Regions from separate parts of the Mus musculus genome. Here regions 1, 2 and 3 are each linked to region 4. Evidence: chromatin contacts called from public Hi-C data. All regions are on one chromosome and are shown on one strand. The core of a region is the stretch at or near the end of the contact, and the rest is flanking DNA. Distances in the headings are between cores, read along the strand shown.

Region 1 (5,282 bases), core at 191-2,690, 150 kb after region 4:
TCTTTATGTGCACTGTACCGTTCTAACATGAATTCTGCATTTCCATGTTCATTGTCATTTTCCTGGGTGGTCTGTTAATGTGATATGTCATCTAAAACGGCACACGCACTAACAGCTTGGTATCCGGCTAACAGTGGTCTTTGGGGAGGCTCCAGACACTTTAGGAGATAGAGACTCCCGAGGAAGCATGTCACCACAGGCATGCCCTGGGTGCAGCTTGATATTGTTGTAGCTCCTCACTGATCCTTTGTCCCTTCTTTTGCATGCTGGGAAGCCTCTGTCACCATGCATCAATGACTATAACATTCTACCTCTCACAGGCCTAGATTCAACATAGCCAATGGCTGTGAGTGAAATCTCTGAAACCATGACCTAAACATATCTTTCTTCTTTTAAAGTTGTTCTGTCTGATGGTACTTTGTCATGGCAATAAGAAGCCTGACTAAGATGCATGGCTTCCTTTTCTAGCCCAGACTAATTGAGTGTTTTATCTCTTTGACTACCTGTTATTTCTGTTCCCTAATAATTTATTTTCAAAAAATTCCATATTCTAATATCCACTGCTACTCCAGTTGTCCTACTAAGAATTGATAAGGTTATACTGATTAACAAATCTCTTACCAGCCCACACTCATTTACTATCTCAAGGCTCTCAACATTGCTAAGAACATTTTTCTCCAGAACCATCCCCAGTGTCCACCAAAAATTCAGTGATTCTCCTGCTTTTTGTTTTTAAGTAAGTAGCTTGATTCTACTTCCTTGGTCTGCTGAGTTCCTTAGCCTCCTGGATCATTTGCTGTGCATGTTGCTGCAGTCGTTCTGTTCCCTGTTAGCCTGCTACTTTCTTTCCTATATTTGAAAAAAAAAAATAATTACTGCAAGAGTTCCTACATTACAGAATGATGGAGAAACCTTCAAATTGGAGAGGGTTTGTATTGACCTTGAAGGCAATGATTAGCCAGGTTTGAAGCCAGGGCTCCACACTCACGTGAGCAGTGTACCTCATTCTATTGCCATAGAACCACTGAGAAGCTGTTTAAGGTCCAAGGCTCACTTTCCCACAGCCTTTTGGGTTTCATTTCTCCCACCAAGTTGTTGATGCAAGACAAGGTACCTTGTGCAACTGGAATTTCAGATGAACAGTGACATATTTTAAGTATTAAAATGCCTTAAATATAAAAGCTACAGTTACATTAAGGAGTACTAATTATCTAACATTCAAAGGTAGTGGGCAGTTCTGCTTGCTAAACTTGGAACGCTGTCTCTAACTTCACCTATGGCTCTTCTGCCCTGTTCTGTTTTTTTTTTTTTTCTTCTCCAATTCGTGCTAGTGAATCCTCTTCCCATTAGCCCCAAAGCATGCTTTGGACTCTGCTCTCCTAGTGCTAGGGACAGGACTGGCTTTCCTCTCTACTTCCTTCCAGTATTCTTGCATATCTCTCAGGCTTTATCCAACTCTAACAACACTTCCTTGTCTTGATTGCTGCCTTTCTGTAGATCAAAGTCTTTGTTCAAACAGTGGATTTCTACTGGTTAAAATTCAACTTGTCCTTTAATGTTTAACTCAACTCTGCCCTACTGGTCTTGTACACATTCCCATCTTCTCTGGTAACCATTTCCCTATTTACTACAGTTTCTTTATCAAAGGATTGATCTGATCAGCAAGGTAATTATTTCCCAACTGGAACCCTATTCCTAATACCTTGCATATTATTCACTGTACAGACAGTTGAGACTTTCTCAATAACACTAAGACTATAACCCATGTTTTCAGTACACCTTCTCTGGTTCCTCATTGGGCCATTGCATCTTCCTAGGCATAGAGTATAACTTTTTATGTATTTAAATTCTAGTTTTCAATCCTTACTTTTCAATGGCAAGGGTCAAGCCTCCTTGATCTTGTTCTCACTTCTGTATGCAAGTCACAATACAACAGTATATAGATTCTTACAGGAGAAATAACCACAATTTCACCATATCTCTGTGGCTTGTTATTGTTTTTGAAGCTGGTTTCAAACTCATAATTCTGTTGGTTCAGCTTCCTAAGTAATAACATTACAGTCAGGTACCATGCCTAAAACTCACCACAATTTGTTTTTATTCCATGAATTGCTTACAAGTATGTTGAGAAATTAGTTTCTGTCAGGTCAAGACAGTTATCTCCAGAGAAAAGCCCATGCTTCCACAGGAATATTTTTTTATGTATATTGTGATGTGAGGAAGATAGTGAACCTCCTTTTTTACGAGTTCCAGTTGAATAAATGGGTAGAATGAGTGGATTTACTTTCCAGGCAATTTCCTTGAAGTAAAGCTAAGCTGGAATTCTATTTTATCTGACAATGATTCTCACGCTAGGGAATGAGGTAAGGATTATGGGTGATTTGGAGAAGTTAGGCATCTGTCCTTAAAGAGATGTTGGTGGAGTTGGAGACACAAATAGTCATGCACAGAGAAAGTGCAGATAATGAAGACTCAAGTATTTATTATGGAGACAAAATGATAGCAGATGCAGGTGCCAAGTGACTAAGGGAGCTAAGAGAGTGGGTAATGGGAGCCGAGTCTTTAAAATGTGACCCTAGGTCCTATTGTAACAGGAGACCTGTTTGGCACTATCTATCCATTGTATGGAATTATTTAAATTTAAGAGGAATCCAGTTACAAGGCATTTTGTAGTAAAAAGCCAGACCCTCAAGAAAATGGCAGATTTCAGACCCAGGTGACTTGAAGACTTGACACATAATTTGAAAATAGTTTTAATAATCACCTCTCCTTTTCCTTAGTCCCAAGGCTGAGTAAATAACAATGCCATCCATAAATATAAATGCCTTTGGTTTTTTAAAAATGATTTTTTAATGCCTTCAGTTGCTACAATGTGCTCACTCTTTGCTGCTTCTTGCTCCCTTCTCTCCTTTGTTTATGATCAGAATGACTTTAGATAAAGAAGGGAGCCAGCCAGAAGCCAGGCTTCTCACATTCATTGGCAGGTGGTCCTCTATGATCTCTGCCAGCTGTAGGTTTTGATCAGAGATCACAAAAAAAAAAAAAAAAAAAAAAATCATGAAAGAGGGGAAGGGTAAGAGAAGAGCTCTTAGCAGAAGCACTTGAGCTCCCCCGACTCCACGACTCAGCCTGTGGGTCCCTTGTCTCTAGGACTTAGTCAGGTTTTAAAACTCAGGGAAAGTGAGCTAAAGAATGGGAAAGCACTGCCTGCCATTTCAACTTTTTTTTTTTTTTTCTAAATTGGTCTCATCAGCAGCAGCTCTAATGTGATGCTGGGAATATGTTTCCTTTTAAGAAACATTTGTTACATGGGGTACTTTGACTTGTGGTTTATCTTAAAGTGAGTCAACCTCCCTGATATCTTAAAAAACACTCTAGTGTTACAGGATTAGCTCTCATCTCCAACCTGAGTGCTCAGCATTAGCTTCCTGTAAATTACTATATAAGCTCAAAGCCATTTAGATCATAGAGCACTTGATTCTTTCCAGGCACAATCAATGGAATGACCTCTCTCTCTCTCTCTCTCTCTCTCTCTCTCTCTCTCTCTCTCTCTCTCTCTCTCTCTCTCCGGAGATAGATAGCATCGAGTTTTGTTCTTTCTACCTGGTATATTAGTGTATATTATTTTATCAATACAATATCAATACAAGTTGTACATTACTGAATATAGGACTTTGGGGGAAAGGATATTTGTTCTGACTACTAGGAAGCCTGTATCATTATTAGACAATTGATTTAGTTGAAAGTTTCAATTGAGTACTTAGCAGATCAGGAAGAGCCTAGGTTCTGAGATTACTCATAAGAGTTTCTTATAAAATGTCTTAGAAGGAAAGAAGAGTTGATTTTCTTTCTTTCCCAACATTTATTAGCGTCATCCAAATTATTTACCTCTGCCCCTGTTTCCATCACTCTTTCCCAATAATCCAAAAGTGAAAGGTCAATAGATCGTGTGTGCTGACCATGAGTTGCATATAGAGAATCTTGAACTTTTCCAGCAAAAGACATCCACTCCTGGCTTGAATTCCTAGGACAGGCTAATTAGCATTGCGCTAAGTGGACAGACCCACCGAGATAATATGTGGACATATGTTTTAATTTCTTAAAAAAATGTAAACATATTCAGCTAAAATCACCAAGTATCACATGACCGTCATTATAAAATAACATCAGTGAAGGGAATTTCAGGCAATATGCAACTCTCTGAGGAAAACATTTTCATTAATAATGAATACTTATATTAATTGGCCAAATAGTTCCTTAGGCATTTTACAGTATAGGAAGCTCCTTCCATGAAAACAAAGACTAGGCTTAGAACAGTTTTAGGGGAAACAACATAAACAGAAAGGGGCCACCTTGGCTCATGTAATGCACTAGATGCTAAATCACCGATGTTTTTTTTAAATCATGACTTTGATAAACATGTCATTGAATTAATTTGAGTGGTAGCAGATAGCTTGACCTAAGCAGACTGAGCCATACCTTTTACTCGAGTGTGAGTGTGAATGTGTGTGTGTGTGTGTGTGTGTGTGTGTGTGTGTGTGTGTGTGCGCGCACATATGCACATGCCCCAAAAGTCATCAGGCTTGGACAGAAATGCAATATGGTCTTAGTCACTTTTCTAGGTCAAGTCATAACTTTCTGAGACAAAATGGAAAAAACAGGCAATATTATTATATATTGTGGTTTTACCATTGTTGGTCCAACAGTGGGACATCTCATAGTTTTCAGTAAGTTGAATGCAAGCAGTTTATGACAAATACAGAGAAATAAAGCTGGAAATAATTCAACAATTTACTAAGAATGAGACATCTATGGTCTACTCATTCCGGTTGCTATGCTATAAATGCTAGAAATAAGTGCATTACTTTTGTTTCTTTCCTGTTTTTTTTTTCTCCCCAATTCATTAAAGTTTGGCTACACCTCACATAAATACTGACTAGTTGGATTAATTCTACCGGAAAACTGCATTGTCCTGTGGTAGCATGCTCTGATTGCAGCATTCTTTGGACCTCTACACACGTCTACTCTTACCTGCTCACATTGTTTTCTGTCTGTCTCATTCTTGTTTTCTTCTACTTCCCTTCCTTTTTTACTTTCCTTTTCTTATTTTATTTTATCTTATTTGCTTTCACCTCCCAAGTGTTGCTGAGATTATACTTATGCCCCACGATGCTGGGCTATTGCTTTGTGTTCGCCTCTGGGGCAGTCCTAAGGAAGACTTTATCCCATGGCAGCAGAACACAGCCTTGTCTTACAGGAGGCTGCAGCCTGACACTATTGTA
Region 2 (5,377 bases), core at 813-3,312, 210 kb after region 4:
TATAAGTCAAAACTCCACTGTAATCTGCCATGGCCAACCATCCATATTAATACTAACATGTGACATGTTAGTATTTTGTAGTAAAGTTGGCCTAAGGCCAAAAGGAATTTGGGGAGATGAGGGAATGGTATGCTGACAGTGTCTTGTATGCAGTGCTGGATTGATTCTAGGGTGTTTCATGCATGCTAGGCATCCTGTCTACAGCTGATCACTGGGAACCACATTTTAACATTTTTTTTTTTTTTACCATATAGGTCCAGCACCTTGCCTAGACTGATCTGAAACTCCCTATGTAACCCAGGTAGGCATTGAGTTGTGAGCTTTCTGCCTCAGTCTCCCAAGGTTCTGGCATAACAGGCTACCATAATCAGGCCTCCAGTTTGTTAATAATTGAGTAGACTAGATTGATTTTGATTCTAGAGTTAAAGAGGAAATAAAGAGTCTACATGACCCCACGGGATCTGAAGCATTTTCTGCGGCTCCACACAGAGAACATTGTGTGCCGTAAACTTGTCTTGCTGGGTTCTTCCTTCTCTGAACATTTTTAGCTTGTATCACAAAAACTAACTGCAGTGTGTGTGTGTGTGTGTGTGTGTGTGTGTGTGTGTGTGTCTCCATGGCCATTTTTAAGTTTGAAAGTTTTTTTCATATATTTTGCTTTTGACTTTGTGCAGCCTCCAAAGCTCCACACGGTTGAGAGGAGAATGATGCATCCTTTAGTTTTTGCCCCTTCCTAACATGCCTAGTTCTTAATGTACGCGTTGTTCGAAGAGGCAAGTGTACTTGGAGTATATCCCTGATGCTCATGGAAGTGAGTTAAGTTAAATTCGTTGTGTTAGTTTCTCCCTGAATCATGAATTCTGTCTTAGCTTGTGATGGTGACTACAGGGAAGCACTAGTACTAGATGTCATAAACTACCTAACACATTTGCTCAGAGATCTCAAAGTTAAAATTTGCTGACAGGGTGGGTTTCTAACAAGGCCTCCGCCTAACTTGCAATAGCCATCTTCCTATAGGCCATGAGTAAAAGTCCATGCCTGATATCATGAATACGCTTTCTTTATCAGCATAGCACAAATAAAGGAGGACCCGTGTAAACCTCATGTGATGCTAATTTACTCTGTACAAGTCTCTAAATATAGTCAGTGAAGTGAGGGCTTCAAAATTGGAATACGAGGGAGGATAATTCAGTTACAACAAATGTTAAAGGATAATTCTTTTGAATGTTCCATAGGTAGACTGTGATATATTGGGGTAGAAATATAGGGGTATGTAAGCACACTGCACAAGTCTTACTGTCAGATTTAGCAATTTAATCTGACATTAAGTTCCACACACTCATTATTTCTTATGCTGAGTAGGGTGTGCCTACGTAACTAAATGTAGTGTTTTTTTTTTCTCATTTTGTATCTTTAGGTTGTAAGGACACCTAAAGGTTGTGTCTCTCCTGACAAATAATGTAAAAAAGTGAGACTAGTTTTAACACCTTAAAGGAGGACCAAAGATTTACAATGCTAGTGTTTTTCACACACTTTCAAGTGCATTGAACTTTCTTTGCAGTGTGGTGTAGAAATCAGATGCAGACACAACAGGAAGGAAAGCAGCATACAGCTGTTGCCAAGCAGTCTGTCTCTCCTAGGGCCTCACTTTAATAGAAGAACAATCTGAAGCTTTTAATGATCACCATTGAATGAACCCCCACTGACCTCTGTGGAAGGTCTCAGGGCCATGTGTCCTTTGTCTAAAGGAATGCATCCATGTAAAGGGTAGTCTTGGTCTCTGAGTGTTATGGAAAATTTGGAAGTTATATAATTTTATCGAGGATAATTACTTAAGATTTGAGGTAGAGACAAAAACAGAATTATTTTTAAACTTAAAAGTGAAAAAAAAAATTGGCCTAACCTAAAGAACATATGGAGGAGCACATTGGAAACTGCATGTTGCTAAAAAATCATCAAATCCTTCTCGAGTCTCCATATTTTCCCACCACGGTGAAGCTGATTCTAGCCTCAAATATGTAAGTCTCACCACAAAGGTAGCTGAGGATATGACTGTTCAACCCATATCAGAGCAGGAATAGCTTACTGTAGCCAACTTGACTTCCTGTGTTCTAGATCTTTTTGTGAAGACAGTCATAGCTGACAAGGAGAGAGAGAGAGAGAGAGAGAGAGAGAGAGAGAGAGAGAGAGAGAGAGAGAGAGAGAGAGAGAGAGAACATGTGTACACTCATGCATATGTAAACCCTATGCTATGTTATGTGGCTGCAACTGCCAGGATATTGGCAAATGTTGTTGTCTTCACCTGCAAAGACCAGACACCTTTCCACCATGCTGTGTCCATAAAGTCAGACCTATTTCTTAATCTTATACCTATTGCAGCTCATACAGCACACAGTGGGGCTTTTGATTCTAGAATTCTCCTGTTCTTGACACAGCAACGTGACTATTTCCCTCGATTTTCTCCTTTTAATTTAAAGGAAAGCCCCAAACTTGAATTTGTGTTTCTACAAATCATACATACCTGTCTTATTAAATGACATTTTGAAATTTTTCTAGTGCTTTTAAAAAGAAAAGGAAAGAAAAATAGCCTGAGCCAGTCAATTCTTTCATTCAGTGAGGCAAAGCTATAAGCAGTAAGACTCCTTATGTTAAAAATAATTAACACTTGATATTAAAATATTAAAATAATTAACACTTGATATTCAAATTGCAACAGGAAGGGGCACTTTAAAGGGGAATATGTGTTCCAAGGGGGAACAGGACAATGACAGACTGAAATAGCTCTTTGGACATAGACATTATAATGTCTAAAGGATATTAACTGTGACATCAGTCAACTACAATAAATGACTAATTTTGTTATGGCCTTTGAAAATAACCCTTCTATCCCTAGTGATTACACAATAGCTGTGGAGCTTTGACCTGACCTCTGTCAACTGCAGAGGAGTTCTCTTGTTTCTTTCAAGTATGTCTGCTGATAGCTAAAGCTTTGACCTTATTTCTGATGATCTTCCATAAATTATTCTTAGCTCTTCCTTGAAGTACCTATGTTGAAGTATTTTTGCGGCAAATTCACGAACAAACCATTCCTCATAGAGATTAAATCTTATGTGGCCCCTAAAATAAGGACCACAGACAGGCACGTTATGTACTTCTGGCTGACTCATAGGTGTCCTAGTTAAGAGTATCTACCACAAGTGAAAAGAACATTTCATATTTTATTTAAATGACGACCAGGGACCAAATATTGGCTCTGCTATAAATATATCTAACCAAATACTGTTAATGTGTTTGGGGGGGTTAATCTCCCCCCTAACAAATCTATCCCAGTGGACTGCAAGGCATTCTCTTTATAAATCATCTGCCTATAAACTTCTATGAGCTTCACTGAGAAAAGAAACATATACAGTAGAAAAAGCAACCCTAAACAGTTGAGAAAACCCACAAGTACTGAAGCCATGAGTGACTGGCTACACAAGGTATTTCATCCTAAACTACTAATTCATCCACTGACTAATTTATCCTAAACTACTGAACACACAAAATGAAAAGAATGAATGTAGAAGCCGAGTAAGCAAAAACACGTAGCAAGTTTGTTTAAAATCTCTGTTTAGTTTGATTTTTAAGAAGTATACCTCTGTATAGCTTTTGAAACAGAAAAATGTTTTAAAAAGCAAGATAAGAGTTTCCTTTGTTTGTTTGTTTATTTTTTACCAACTAGTATCTTGCTCAGGGTAGCCTCAGATAGTTTCTACTTTCTACATTCCAAGTGCTTGGATTACAGGTATACTCACTCTACCATACTCAATTTAGAGATGAGGATGCTTTTGATCTGTTAGGGTGTCAGTGTACACCACTCAGAGCTCCTCATCTATCAGAGTCTGTATCAGCACTCCTGACCAACATGGTACCAACTACACCAGTCCACCAAATGCTAACTCATTCTACTCCGTTTCATGGACACTAACAATTTAGGCCAGTTAATAAAGAATTAAATTTATTCAACCCCAGTGATATTTTTATAGCCAGATGTTTTATTCTCGTCTATTTTTGTGATTATAAAAATGAGCTATTCAACATATCAGAAGCAGTTTATTATTGGTAGATTTGGTACAGTGGGTGTGAATGCTTCTTATCCTGAGAAATGCAGATGCGCTTGTAAGCAATGAGTAGAAAACAATTGATTGTGGATTGTGGTTCACCTGTGGCTCATGCTCTCTCACCCTGTGGTACATCTGAGTTAATTCATTAACTGAAAAAGAATTGTTGCAGTTCCGTGATAGTAACTGGAGCTATAGTTACAGGCACTACAAGTTTCCATGTTTCAGATTAGAAGAGAAATTGGCTATTTGTACCAGTTTCCATTCTTGTACAATTGTTGTAACGAGAATGGATTCATGTTGTGCCTTTTTCTGGTTCTTTGCCACTTTTTTGTCCTAAGAACAAGATATGGGAATCTCAATGGCCAGTGTTATCTATGAAAGACTGTAAACTATTCTGCTTTAACCTTTTATAGACTCATTTTGATTGACTGGCTATTCTAGCTTTCTCCTAAGTTCTCAATGCAGTTAAAAGAAGAGAGAGAAACAGCTACCCAATCAGGTGGCAGGACATTAGAAAGGTCAAAGGCACAGGCCAGGCCTTGTTGCTGGCATTCACAGCATGGATGAAACATTTTTTTTTTTTTAAAGAAAAAAAAAAACTTATTCTTGTGACAAAGATTGCAATAAGAATAGAAGGTGTCAGATCAAGTATCTATTCATGGGCTGATGATTGTAATGGGAATGAAAAATAGTGCCCACTTTAGGCTTTCTTTTCATAATCACGCTGAAGTCCCCCCATGGGGTGCTGCTGGAGAGCCAAAGTGAAACCTGAGACGGGGAGAAGAGTCAAAAGGAATGGTGGGAAATGATGTATGGGGAATCAACATTTAAGTGACCACCCAAGGGCTCTGCTTGTCTCAATTACAGAAAGGTGGGTGGCTTTTACTGAAGGTCTGCTGAAATCGATCTGCAGATTAACCACCACATGGAGTTAAACAGGACGTGTTATTTTTGTACCTACATTGCCTCAAAATATCAAACTGTGACTCTCCCTTTATTATGTAGATCACAAAATTCATTTCTGAATACCTGTTAAGTTGGAAGTAGGTCATTCAAAACTACAACACACAGAGATTTAATTGTTTTCTCCTGTGACCACAAATGAAAAAAAAATCTAATTTTTTAAAGATTTCTTCTAGCATAAGACCCTAAGCTGAGACATTTAATATGCTTAAATATTGTCAAATACAGCTTATTTGAGTATTTTATTTAAAAAAAAAAACAAATTGCAAGAAGTTAAATTAAGCCTCTCAACTTTAACATGAATTTGAAAA
Region 3 (5,347 bases), core at 1,745-4,244, 230 kb before region 4:
TAAAGAACAGGTCTCAGAGAGGAGTTTTAGGTGATGGAATGGCAGCAGCATCAGTTCAGGGCTCATCAACACCTCTGGGCGTTGACCACTGCTCAGCAATTTCTTGTTAGTCTAAATCATACAGAATTGTCAGCTGACAATGGAGCAGTGCAGCTGGCTTTTTGGATGGGGTATCAATAAGGAAGTTATTTCTTTTTGGTCCTGAATTATTAATTGATTATCAAAGACAAGGAAGGAAGGGTTCTCTTTATCTGTCTTGACACTACACTGATTAATGTCAGAAATTCTTGCTCCCCAAAATATTTCAAAGGTACTTGAGCGTAATGCCTTTTCAAAGGTATTAAAAACTTATTTAGAATTTCTCAGTGTGTGTTAACTTCAGAAATAACTGAATAAAAATAAAAGCATGACACAATTTGCAGGATACAACCAAAGCAATGCTGAGAGAAATAGTTACTGGACATACTAGAAAATAAGAATAATATAAAACCTGTCACCCAAGCTTTTGTCTCAGGAAGCTGGAGAAAGAAGAGCAATTGAACATGAAGAAGTAGAAGAAAACAGTAAAAACTGGAGCAGGACCCTAGAAGCTGACCCCAGAATGTGGCAGCAGAGAGCCAACAAAGCAAAACTAGGTGACTTGGGAATCTATAAAATTGTTAATATATCAAGTAGGCTAAATAACAAAAAGGTGAGAGGGCAAACTGTGGATATGAGAAACAAAGAAGGGTTCTGACAACTCATTCACAAAAAGGGTAATTAAAGGGGAAAGTGAACAAACATGCTTAAAATGAATATATATATACAGATATATATGTATGTATATATATGTGTATGTATATATATATATATGTATGTGTGTATATATATATATATGTGATATACAAAATTCACTGAAGTAAATCAACACAAACAACACACTCACTAAGAGAAACAGATAACATAAACTACCCAATACCCATCAAAGCAAATGAATGGTAACTAATGATCTTCCATGAAAGAAATCACCTTTGCCACTGGTATTTACCCAAAATTTATGGAAGAAATGGACCAGAGCTCTTGAAATGCCTCCCCAAGCTAGAAACGAGTAAAAGACGTTATAATTTATTCTTTAAGAGCATAAAGAAGAAAAATTATACACCGGTGTCTCTCAATAACATAAATGGAAACTCAATAAAATATTCACACATTTAATCCAACACTACACAAAAGACTTATACTCCATAATCAAGTGGAATGTTAGGTGTATAAGAGTAACCATCATTCACATAGCTCTCTGTAAAATCTGATGTATCAGTAAAATAAAAAAAAAATCATATGATCACATCTGTATAACAATCATATGATCACATCTGTATAAAAATCATATGATCACATCTGTATAAACAAAACAGCACATGGTGAAGCCTAACACTTATTCAAGATAAAACAATAAAAGACCTTCAGTGGGAAGGAATTGTCTCAGCTTGATAAAAATATACTATTTTAAAAACAGTATTGAGCCAGGCAGTGGTTGCACATGCCTGTAATTCCAGCACTTGGGAGGCAGAGGCAGGTGGATTTCTGAGTTCAAGGCCAGCCTGGTCTACAGAGTGAGTTCTAGGACAGCCAGGGCTACACAGAGAAACACTGTCTTGAAAAACAAAACCAAAAACAAAAGAAAAACGTAAACCAAACCAAACCAAACCAAACCAAAAACAGTATTGATAGAAACTCTACAGTTAAAATTACACCAGTGATGGGAAACTTCATATAAGACTTGAAACAAGACAAGGACTTCATCTCACCCCAATAAGCAGTGCATTGAATGTCTGGCCTAAGGTAATAAAGGAAGAAATTGGTTACATAGAAGGGGGAGAGAGAGAGAGAGAGAGAGAGAGAGAGATAGAGATAGAGAGAGAGAGACAGAGGGAGAAGAAGAAGAAGAAGAAGAAGAAGAAGAAGAAGAAGAAGAAGAAGAAGAAGAAGAAGAAGAAGAAGAAGAGAAGAAAGAAAGAAAGAGATAACGAAGGAATTACTTTCTAGTCACAGATGGCTTACTTTTGCACATAGAAAATCACAAAGAATTAGCATCAACAACAAAAATGACCTGAAAACAATAAGCGAACATAACAGATATGCAGGGTGTGATGCTTCTTTGTTTGCCAGCCACTAGAACTGCACATTGAACATTTAAAAACACCATTTATAAGAGTCTTCTAAAAATACAATACTTAGGTATAAATCTAAGGAAACATGTCTAAGTCTTATAGAAAATTACAAGCTATTGATGAAGAAAATGAACTGTTATCTAAATAAATGGCAAGTCCTCTGTGTTCACAGGTGGGAACTCTCAGTATTGGATGTTGTCAAGTTCTTTTCAACTTCATGTATAGCTTCAGTAAAATTCCAATGAAATCCCCATGAGTAATTCTATAGGTACTGACTCTGAAATGACAGGGGAAAGCAAAGGACCTCAAACACACAGCATAATCTGAAGTTGAATTCACAAAGATTTGCTGAAAGGGCAAAATATTGCAGACTGAACCTATTGGTAAAGAGCAAACAGGTCAATGGAGCAGGATGGAGAACAGGCATGGATGCTGGCATAGAAATTCCTGCTGTCTGGGAAATGAACAAAAGTTATTCAAAGCAAATGACAATTTAAAAATAAGGTGTTGGCATTTTGTAGGCCTACCTAGCACTTGCACTTGCCTCTCTGGTCTTAACAACTTAATATGTTTACAGACCTCAGGGTGACATCCACTCACCATCTGTAGCATCTTCTCTTGATCATCCCCATATCCAGGTGAGAATTGGGTAATTTTGGTAGAATGGCACATCTTTACTACATACATTGTTGGACCTTGTTAGAGATCCCTTAAAAATACTAAGGATTTTTTAAAAAGTGATTACTTAGGTAATTTATGGTGTAACTCACCGTTCTACTTAGCTTCAGCCTAGAGTAGTTTAGATGAGATATTGTTACAGTGCAAAAACAGTGGAGTTTACATGAGGATGGCCTTTTACTCACAACAATGTGATACTGGAAGATTCTTTAGTATACAGGTTACACAAAATGAGTGTATGTTTGAGTCTCTGTTGACAATAATCAATGATTCTGGGGCTACAGACAAGACTCAGTGGTTAGGAGCACTTGTTGCTCTTATAGAGGACCCAGCCACCCATGTGGTGGTGTATGAAGATATACAGGCATAACACATGCACTCGGATCCCTGCCAGGCCTGGCTCACTGCAGACATTCAGGGACCTTTGGGGAATGCCTGCAACATTAAAACCAAAAAGCCTCAGAAAACTTGGTCATTGATTTCATCACTTTCACTATGTGTTCTGGTTGCTCAGGGTAATGAGGATGACAGAGGTGCTGTCTTAGGTCACCCTGTCTGGAGCAGATCAACTGTCAAATACCAATGCCTAGTGTCAAAGGTTTCCAGAAGCCAGGGCTTCCAGGCTCTCGCTTGAGTGTCTGCAGTCAACTCAGAGGCCATCACTAACAGAGGAGCCAGTTTTGTAGTTTTCAGATTATCACATGTCATGTTTTCCTTCTTCCCTCCTTTCTCTGTCTCTCTCTTTCCCCTTTTCTTTATGTCGTGTTTCTCTCTTCTTTTTCTCTCCATCTCTATCCTTCCCATTCTTCTCCCCCTCCTCTCTTTCTTTTGTGATTAAAATGGCAGTTCTGTACGGTTTTCTGGTCAGATATATATTATCTCAGTCTAACTATAAGAAAAACCTGGGACAGATTCCAGCAGTGGAACAATCTAGAAAATGTAGGAATTTCTCACAACTCTCAAGTCATTCTAAAAAGAAAAATCATGTTGACAACAAAATCTAGTGAAAAGAGAGGCCATGAATTTGACAGATAGCAAGCTTGAGTTGCAAGGAAGAGTTTTGAAGGAGGAAATGGCAAAGCTATGATTCTTAGCTATCACACTAGGAGGCTAGGGTAGCTTATGTATGTCCTGAATATCAAAGCCTCATCAGTTCTATAGAATTCTAATTGGAAAGCTTTGCCCACGAGTGTAGCTTTTAATGGAAATGAGATTCTATTCACTCTCCTGAATTTACCCAACTCAATTACTGTGATGGTGATCTGTCTACAGGCAAAAAAAAAAAAAAAAGACGGGGGGGGGGAGGAGGGAGGGAGGAAGAGAGAGACAGAGAGTCAGACACAGAGAGACAGACAGAGAGAGAGAGAGAGAGACAGAAAGAGAGAGAGAGGGAGGGAGGGAGAGAGAGAGAGAGAGAGAGAGAGAGAGAGAGAGAGAGAGAGAGAGAGAGAGAAGAAAATTGTAATATTCTTTATAAAGGAAGGCATGAAGGAAAGAAAGGAAAAACCAAACCTTTTAGCTTATTTTCATCTGAAAAACAGACAAAGGCCCTGAAAATGTTAAAGGACTCAGAAACAGTCCAGAAAGACAGAATCCCTATCAAAGACAAATCAGCATCACGGAACTGAGCCAAGAACATGCGGCTGTATATTTAGGGTTGTTGTGAAATAGAACTCGACTGATGGTTTTTCTGTTCTCAAAGGGTACAACTTATCTCCACATTAATCTCTTGATCCAGAACTATTTCAAGCCAACTGAAATCGAGAACTGAATAAACCTTATTAATCTTAAGGAAGCTCAGGACGAATGAGGGATAGAAGATTCTAAAGGATTTTTGGCAAGCCAAAGAAAATAGGTTAGAATTTTAAGAGAGCTTGATGGTTTCCGAGGCAGGATCTCTATGCTCTGGGATGCTCCTGAAGCCTGGCCTTGGCCTCCACTGAGCTGCGCTCTCTTCCCCTCAACAACCCGAGCCTTTCTCCTCTACTCAGTATTGGTGGGAACTTAGGAGACAACAAGAGATTCTGGGTTCTCTTGTTCTCAACAAAAATCTAAGTTTGAATCAATACTTCTTCCCACCTTCTTATAAGGAGACAGAGAGGGAGTTGTGGTGTGATAGGCTGAGCTATGTGTGTGGTGGTGTGCACCTATAATTTTAGCACTTGGGAGGCAGAGTCAGGAAGATCACTCCAAGACTGAGGCCAATCTGCATAGTGAATTCTAAGACTGTCTTTAAAATAAGAAAAGAAAAGAAGTAATTAAAAAAAAAACAAGAAAAGTTTGAAAATAGGTCATAACTTGGAGTTTAATGACCTATGAAGGATCCTAGATGAGATTGTAGGATGAAAAGTAGACATATGGGGAGGCTAGGGCTATTCAGATGTGGTGGGACTTAAGATGGCCATACATCAATGCCAGTTCCTAATGTTGACATAAGTACCCTTCTAAAATGTGACATGATAAAAACACGAAGCTAGATCTAGTGTACTCTCTCTATAGATGAGTACAGTAATTTTTTA
Region 4 (4,654 bases), core at 662-3,161:
ATATTACAGTGGACATGGCACCCAGTTGCTTCTCTGTGGCGTGACTGTAGGCTTTGTAACTCACAGCTGTGTGTGTGTGTGTGTGTGTGTGTGTGTGTGTGTGTGTGTGTGTGTGTGTGTAATAATCAAGACTGAGAGCTGAGAACTACTAGCCTGTATGGTAGTAGAGAGTCCAGGAGGCAGGGGTGCTAAACACCTCTACATCACGTTTTAAAGTGAGGACTCCTCAGGAGACAAATGTTGGGAGTTTCAAAGACTTTCCCCAAAGAATTAATCTACTTGTCAGTGAAGTGCCTGAAAGGACTGGAAGAATCTGCCGGGGGTTTTTATCAAGCAAGAACTGGGAGTCCAAAAGGCTTGCCATGCATTTCAGAGACCTTCTTGTCCCCAGCAACCTCTATCAGCTAGGACTGCTTAGACAAATCCACCAAGCCCCAGGAGAGGAGAGATGTGGCCTGTGGCTGCTCTTGGAGACGATCCCTCCGGTCCCTCCGTGTCCCTCTCAGGTTTTGCGTGCATGAAGCCAGGAGAGCAATTACTTCCCTAGAAACTCCTGGCTGTCCTATCCTTGGGCCAAGCTGAGCTCCGGGGCAGCTTCGCCAGAGTTCTCATTCTGGATCACCAGCATTAAATACCTTTCCGCTGTCCTGTGTGGCCCAAGTCAGCAGACTATGATGTAGCCCAGCCAGGGACCCTGCTTCAGCCAGGCAAAGAGCGTCGGAGCTTTACACTTGAATGCAAAGCGCTAGCTTGGCTTCCTGTAAACTTGCTATTTCCACACCCCACACCCCCCAAACGAGATCTGTTCCCCCAAATCATAATGCGACTAGCCCACAGCGTCCTGGTCTCGAGGGCCAGCGTCCGAACTCCAGTTCGGCGGCCGGAACAGAAAACAAAAGAGTTACAGAATAATTTTCACGGTGTGGGAACGCCGGATCCTCCGGGGTCCCTGCACCCCGACTCCTAGCTGCTCCTCTGGCAAGTGATCCGGAGCAAGGAAGCGATGCCACGAGCCCCCGCTGTCCAAGAAAGGGAGGGAGAAGAAGGAACTAGAATATAAACTGAATTCTCCTACTCTGCCTCAGTTCCCAGACCCCAGACACACCCCCAAAGTATTCCGTGGGTTTTCTCTCTCGATCTCTCGCTTTTTTTTTTTTTTTTTTAAATGTCTCCCGGCAAACCTAAGCAGGGATCCTTAGTGGCGAACAGCAGGAAGGAAAGAATCCGAGCAAATCGTGTCACTTTCCGCACAATCGCGTTGTTTGGCAAACCCCCGGAGCTGCTCCACAATATTTACTACCCGAGCGCACGCAGCGCCGCCGCGGGCTGCGACCGAGCGCGCCCGGGACGGGCCTCTGCGAGCCGGCCCAGTCCGCCCAGCGGGCCCCATCGCGGTCCAGCCACCGCTGCCCCCCTCCCGGGATCGAGCCGCCAGAATCGGTGCAGACAAAAGCAGAGTGTTCACCTTGTTGCAATAGTAGGGGTCCAGGCAGGGAGAAGGTCCCAGACAAGGAGCGGCGGGCGCAGCAGCGGGCTGGGCTGGAGGAGGATAAAATCTTACGTCCATTTCACTCTCACATCAAGCAACTCCTTTTCTTTTCCTTTTTGAAAAAAAAAAAAAAAAAAAAAGTGCTCAGAAAAAAAAAAAAAAGCTCAGACGGAACAGAGAGGCGTCTGGGCTCAGGAGTAAAAGAAACACCTTCCTTCCCTCACATCCGTTTGTGGTTTGTTTAAGAAGAGGAAGAAAAGAGAGAGAGAAAAGAGAGAGAGAGGAAAAAAAAAACAGAGGGTGGAAAAGCGCTCAACTCTCCCCCCCAAGCCGTGGCGCGCACCCGTCCACACCGAGCGCGCAGCCTGCCTGGTCCGCTCGGCCCCGGCGCTGTCGGCCCGCCGCCGCCGGGCAGGTAACTTCACGCGCTCATTGTCCCCCCCGCCCGCCGCCCCATCCCCGCCTCCCGCGCCCTTCGCCGCCCGGCACTCGCGCTCGGGCTCGGGGTACTGGGCGTTTTATTGGAGACTCTGCCTTGCTTTGCTTTTAGTTTTTCTCCACGTTAGAGGCCTGGGATGGGGGAGTGATGGAGTGTGTGTGGTGTTGCAGGGGAGATCAAGATCGGAGGACACTAGTGCCCCGGACCGGCGGGGTGCCGACAGAGGCTGGACGCGGCCCAGAGGGTACAGTTGGGGACCGAGAACCAGGCGAGGGACAAACGCAGAAGAAGGGAATGCGGCTCGATCAGTAGTGGCGGGACCCCGGGCAGCGTCAGTGCCCCAGTCAGCACCCCCGGGTGGGTGCCATGGAGGTGGATACAATCACACAAAGGGGCTGGAGAGACTGAGCAAAGGCTGACTGGGGCACCGTGGGGCTCGCACAGCAAGGGGGCGCTGTGGCGCACCCCCGCCCAGCACCCGCAGCCCCACCCCCGCCCCACCCCATTCTTTGAGCCCCCCACCACTTACTCCTGCCCGCTAGCTGCACTGCCAACCTCTGCCCCGCGCGGGAGGTAGAGGAGAGGCTGTCTTGTGGCGCTGCTCGGGAGCCTGCAGGGAGCGCAACCTCTGCCCCATTCTAGTGTGCAGCTGACCAAGGGACCCCAGTTGATCTCTGTGCGAGGAGCGGTGCTCCTGGAGTTAGTGCTCAGAGAGCCTCGGCATTCGGCTTTGGTTCTCAGTGGGAGGGTTTGCAGAGGCTGAGCCTGCCCTTGCGGGACTAGCAAAAAAGACTCCAGGGGTGCTTAGAAGGGTAAATAAGGAAACAGTTATCAGCACACCATGCGCTACAGGGAACACATCTGGGCTAGTTACTTGCCTCTTGGAATTATACTTTCACTGTTGGATTCCCAGTAGCACTCTTGGAGCTCCACTGCCCACCCCAACCTTCACGAATCAGCTGTCTGCTTCCCTGGGCTCTCTTTGTTGGTAGGATAAAGATATCATCCATATTTTGCTTTACTTCGTCAACCCCAAAAACTTGCAATATTGTGTCCCCTGGCATCTGGGAGAGTTTTGGGACCCTGATGACTGTCCAGCGGACATCTTACGTTCTCCCTGAGAAAGACTTTAGAGAGAAGTTAATATAGGGGTGGGCAATGTTTACCTTTCAAGGGTGAATTCCTGATTGCTTCACACCTTAGGGGCCTAAGACCCTGTAAAAAAGTGGAAAATTCATGTCCACAGGTATCTGTTTCTGGCGTCAAAGAATATATGGAAACAGTCTTGTTACCTCCCATCCCCCACCCCAAACCGTTTTTAGTACATGGTGGGTAATAGCCAGCTACTCTCTAGCTCTCTGCAGCCTTTTCCAGGTTTCTCTTCCCTTATAATAGGAGCACCAGTCAAATGCAAAGATCTGAGGAAGCAACAGATGCCCTGTAAGGATAGTAAATTAGCATCCTGGGGTTCTCTCCTCTATGCAAAGGCCTTTGGAAACTTTTCCTTGACTTTGGTTTCCATCCATGGTAGCCTCTTTCTCTTAAACTGTTGTCCTCAGGTCTTCCTTTTATGGGTAGGAAGAACACAGCTTCTTACCTTAAGAGTAATGTGATGGATGTTGGCTTTAGAAATGAGGAAGGATTTTCACTCTGCATTCAAACCCTCTGAGTCACAAAATAAGTGAAAGGGTGATCTTTCCTCTATTAAAGGTCTTTACAATAACAAGTACATAGGTTCAGGGCTTCATAGCACCGATTTTAAAATTCATTTGTAGATGTTAAAGTGGGTGGGGCTATAAAAAGTCTGTAGCTTTAAATAAACACGTAATCTCAAGTTTCTGTCATCAACAAATTATACTGTATAAAGTTTGAGGTTTATAAACTTCCCTAGGATTCATAATCAACTTCTGTTTGGCCCTCGGGCCAGCAGAAAGATGGGCTGGTTTATCGCTGGAATGGTCCTTGCTGTCAGTGTCTTGACTCCTTGGACATACTGGAGGTACCACATCACGTATTTCCACTACCATTATGAGAAACCCAAGGGCCAGAAACCTGTGTCTTACCTCTGCAAGCAACCTGATTTCTTTCACAGGAAGTCTGTGGAGTCAACATGAGAGCTCTGCATGCTAAGGAATTTGAGCTAAAAGTACATTAACCACGAGAGAGCTTAACACTAAAGCATGGTCATCAATATAATAACTTTAAATACCCACCATTGTCTAACATCCTACTCAAGGTCTACATTTTACTGAGTAGTAATATTCCATTCCACTTAAGGAAAATTTAAGTGGCTACACTTTGGAGTAAATACTACTTTAAAAATGAGATAGTTCTGTCCATAGCATGTTGAGTTACTCAATTATTTCTCCAGCCATTTATTTGTATAGTAATAAGCAAAGGGGGGTGGGGGCTGCATATGGCTATGAAAAACAAAATAATAACAAAATCAATACTTAAAACTGGGCATAGCAAGGAAGTAGAGGCTCATTCATTGAGAGGTGAATCATAATGGAAATGTGGCCCTTATACACATTGGGATTCTATGCAGCTGTAAAAGAAAAATGAAACCTGGAAAATGGATGGAGCTAGAAAGTATTATAGTGAGTTAGCTCAAAAAGACCAAAATTGCGTTCAGTCATATGCAGACCGTAGTTTAATACAGTCATATGTATGTATAAAAGCAAGGGTAAGTATGTATGTAGGGCATGAAACTAGAAAGGAAAACG

What was found. A called contact is a pair of places that touch in the nucleus more often than the background predicts.
Region 1: a contact with region 4 is called in a Hi-C map of liver, with 2.7 times the contacts expected there. The contact joins the enhancer-like site here to the promoter of Tox in region 4. A contact is called at or near these places in 2 of 39 promoter capture datasets (cranial neural crest and liver), 3 of 484 Hi-C or Micro-C datasets (double positive thymocytes and liver), 2 of 115 datasets of contacts at active chromatin or transcription factors (DN3 thymocytes and the SCID.adh cell line) and 2 of 9 other capture datasets (adipose tissue and liver).
Region 2: a contact with region 4 is called in a Hi-C map of the MNK3 cell line, with 4 times the contacts expected there. The contact joins the enhancer-like site here to the promoter of Tox in region 4. A contact is called at or near these places in 8 of 39 promoter capture datasets (the HPC-7 cell line, HPC-7-derived erythroid cells, frontonasal cranial neural crest and 4 more), 1 of 15 datasets of contacts at CTCF or cohesin (CD8 T cells), 10 of 484 Hi-C or Micro-C datasets (the AML12 cell line, the MNK3 cell line, cerebral cortex and 4 more), 9 of 115 datasets of contacts at active chromatin or transcription factors (DN3 thymocytes, the SCID.adh cell line, embryonic forebrain and 6 more) and 3 of 9 other capture datasets (adipose tissue, liver and pancreatic islet).
Region 3: a Hi-C map of the N1E-115 cell line shows a contact between it and region 4, with 3 times the contacts expected there. The contact joins the enhancer-like site here to the promoter of Tox in region 4. A contact is called at or near these places in 4 of 39 promoter capture datasets (hippocampal neurons, liver and maxillary cranial neural crest), 1 of 484 Hi-C or Micro-C datasets (the N1E-115 cell line), 3 of 115 datasets of contacts at active chromatin or transcription factors (embryonic limb bud, forebrain and stem cell-derived neural progenitor cells) and 2 of 9 other capture datasets (adipose tissue and embryonic stem cells).

What each region holds. Positions count from the first base shown.
Region 1 is chr4:7,142,886-7,148,167 of GRCm38.p6, forward strand. All of the region lies in intron 1 of Gm33462 (a long non-coding RNA gene), which reads left to right. Among named protein-coding and RNA genes, the nearest start is that of Gm33462, 12 kb to the left of the region's middle. Within about 2 kb of position 1,441, at least 23 of the 459 cell types and tissues checked have an H3K27ac peak or open chromatin away from gene starts, as enhancers often do. A contact at or near this core is called in the SCID.adh cell line, double positive thymocytes and liver, where this site is marked.
Region 2 is chr4:7,197,224-7,202,600 of GRCm38.p6, forward strand. It overlaps Gm33646 (a long non-coding RNA gene), which reads left to right. Exons shown (of 6, transcript XR_390373.1): 2 at 255-301. Among named protein-coding and RNA genes, the nearest start is that of Gm33646, 7.7 kb to the left of the region's middle. Within about 2 kb of position 2,063, at least 14 of the 459 cell types and tissues checked have an H3K27ac peak or open chromatin away from gene starts, as enhancers often do. A contact at or near this core is called in the MNK3 cell line and regulatory T cell precursor, where this site is marked.
Region 3 is chr4:6,755,872-6,761,218 of GRCm38.p6, forward strand. All of the region lies in intron 3 of Tox (thymocyte selection-associated high mobility group box), which reads right to left. Among named protein-coding and RNA genes, the nearest start is that of Gm11802, 58 kb to the left of the region's middle. Within about 2 kb of position 2,995, at least 1 of the 459 cell types and tissues checked has an H3K27ac peak or open chromatin away from gene starts, as enhancers often do. A contact at or near this core is called in the N1E-115 cell line, where this site is marked.
Region 4 is chr4:6,988,925-6,993,578 of GRCm38.p6, forward strand. Tox (thymocyte selection-associated high mobility group box) reads right to left here and starts at 1,912. Exons shown (of 9, transcript NM_145711.5): 1 at 1,466-1,912. The coding sequence starts at 1,567.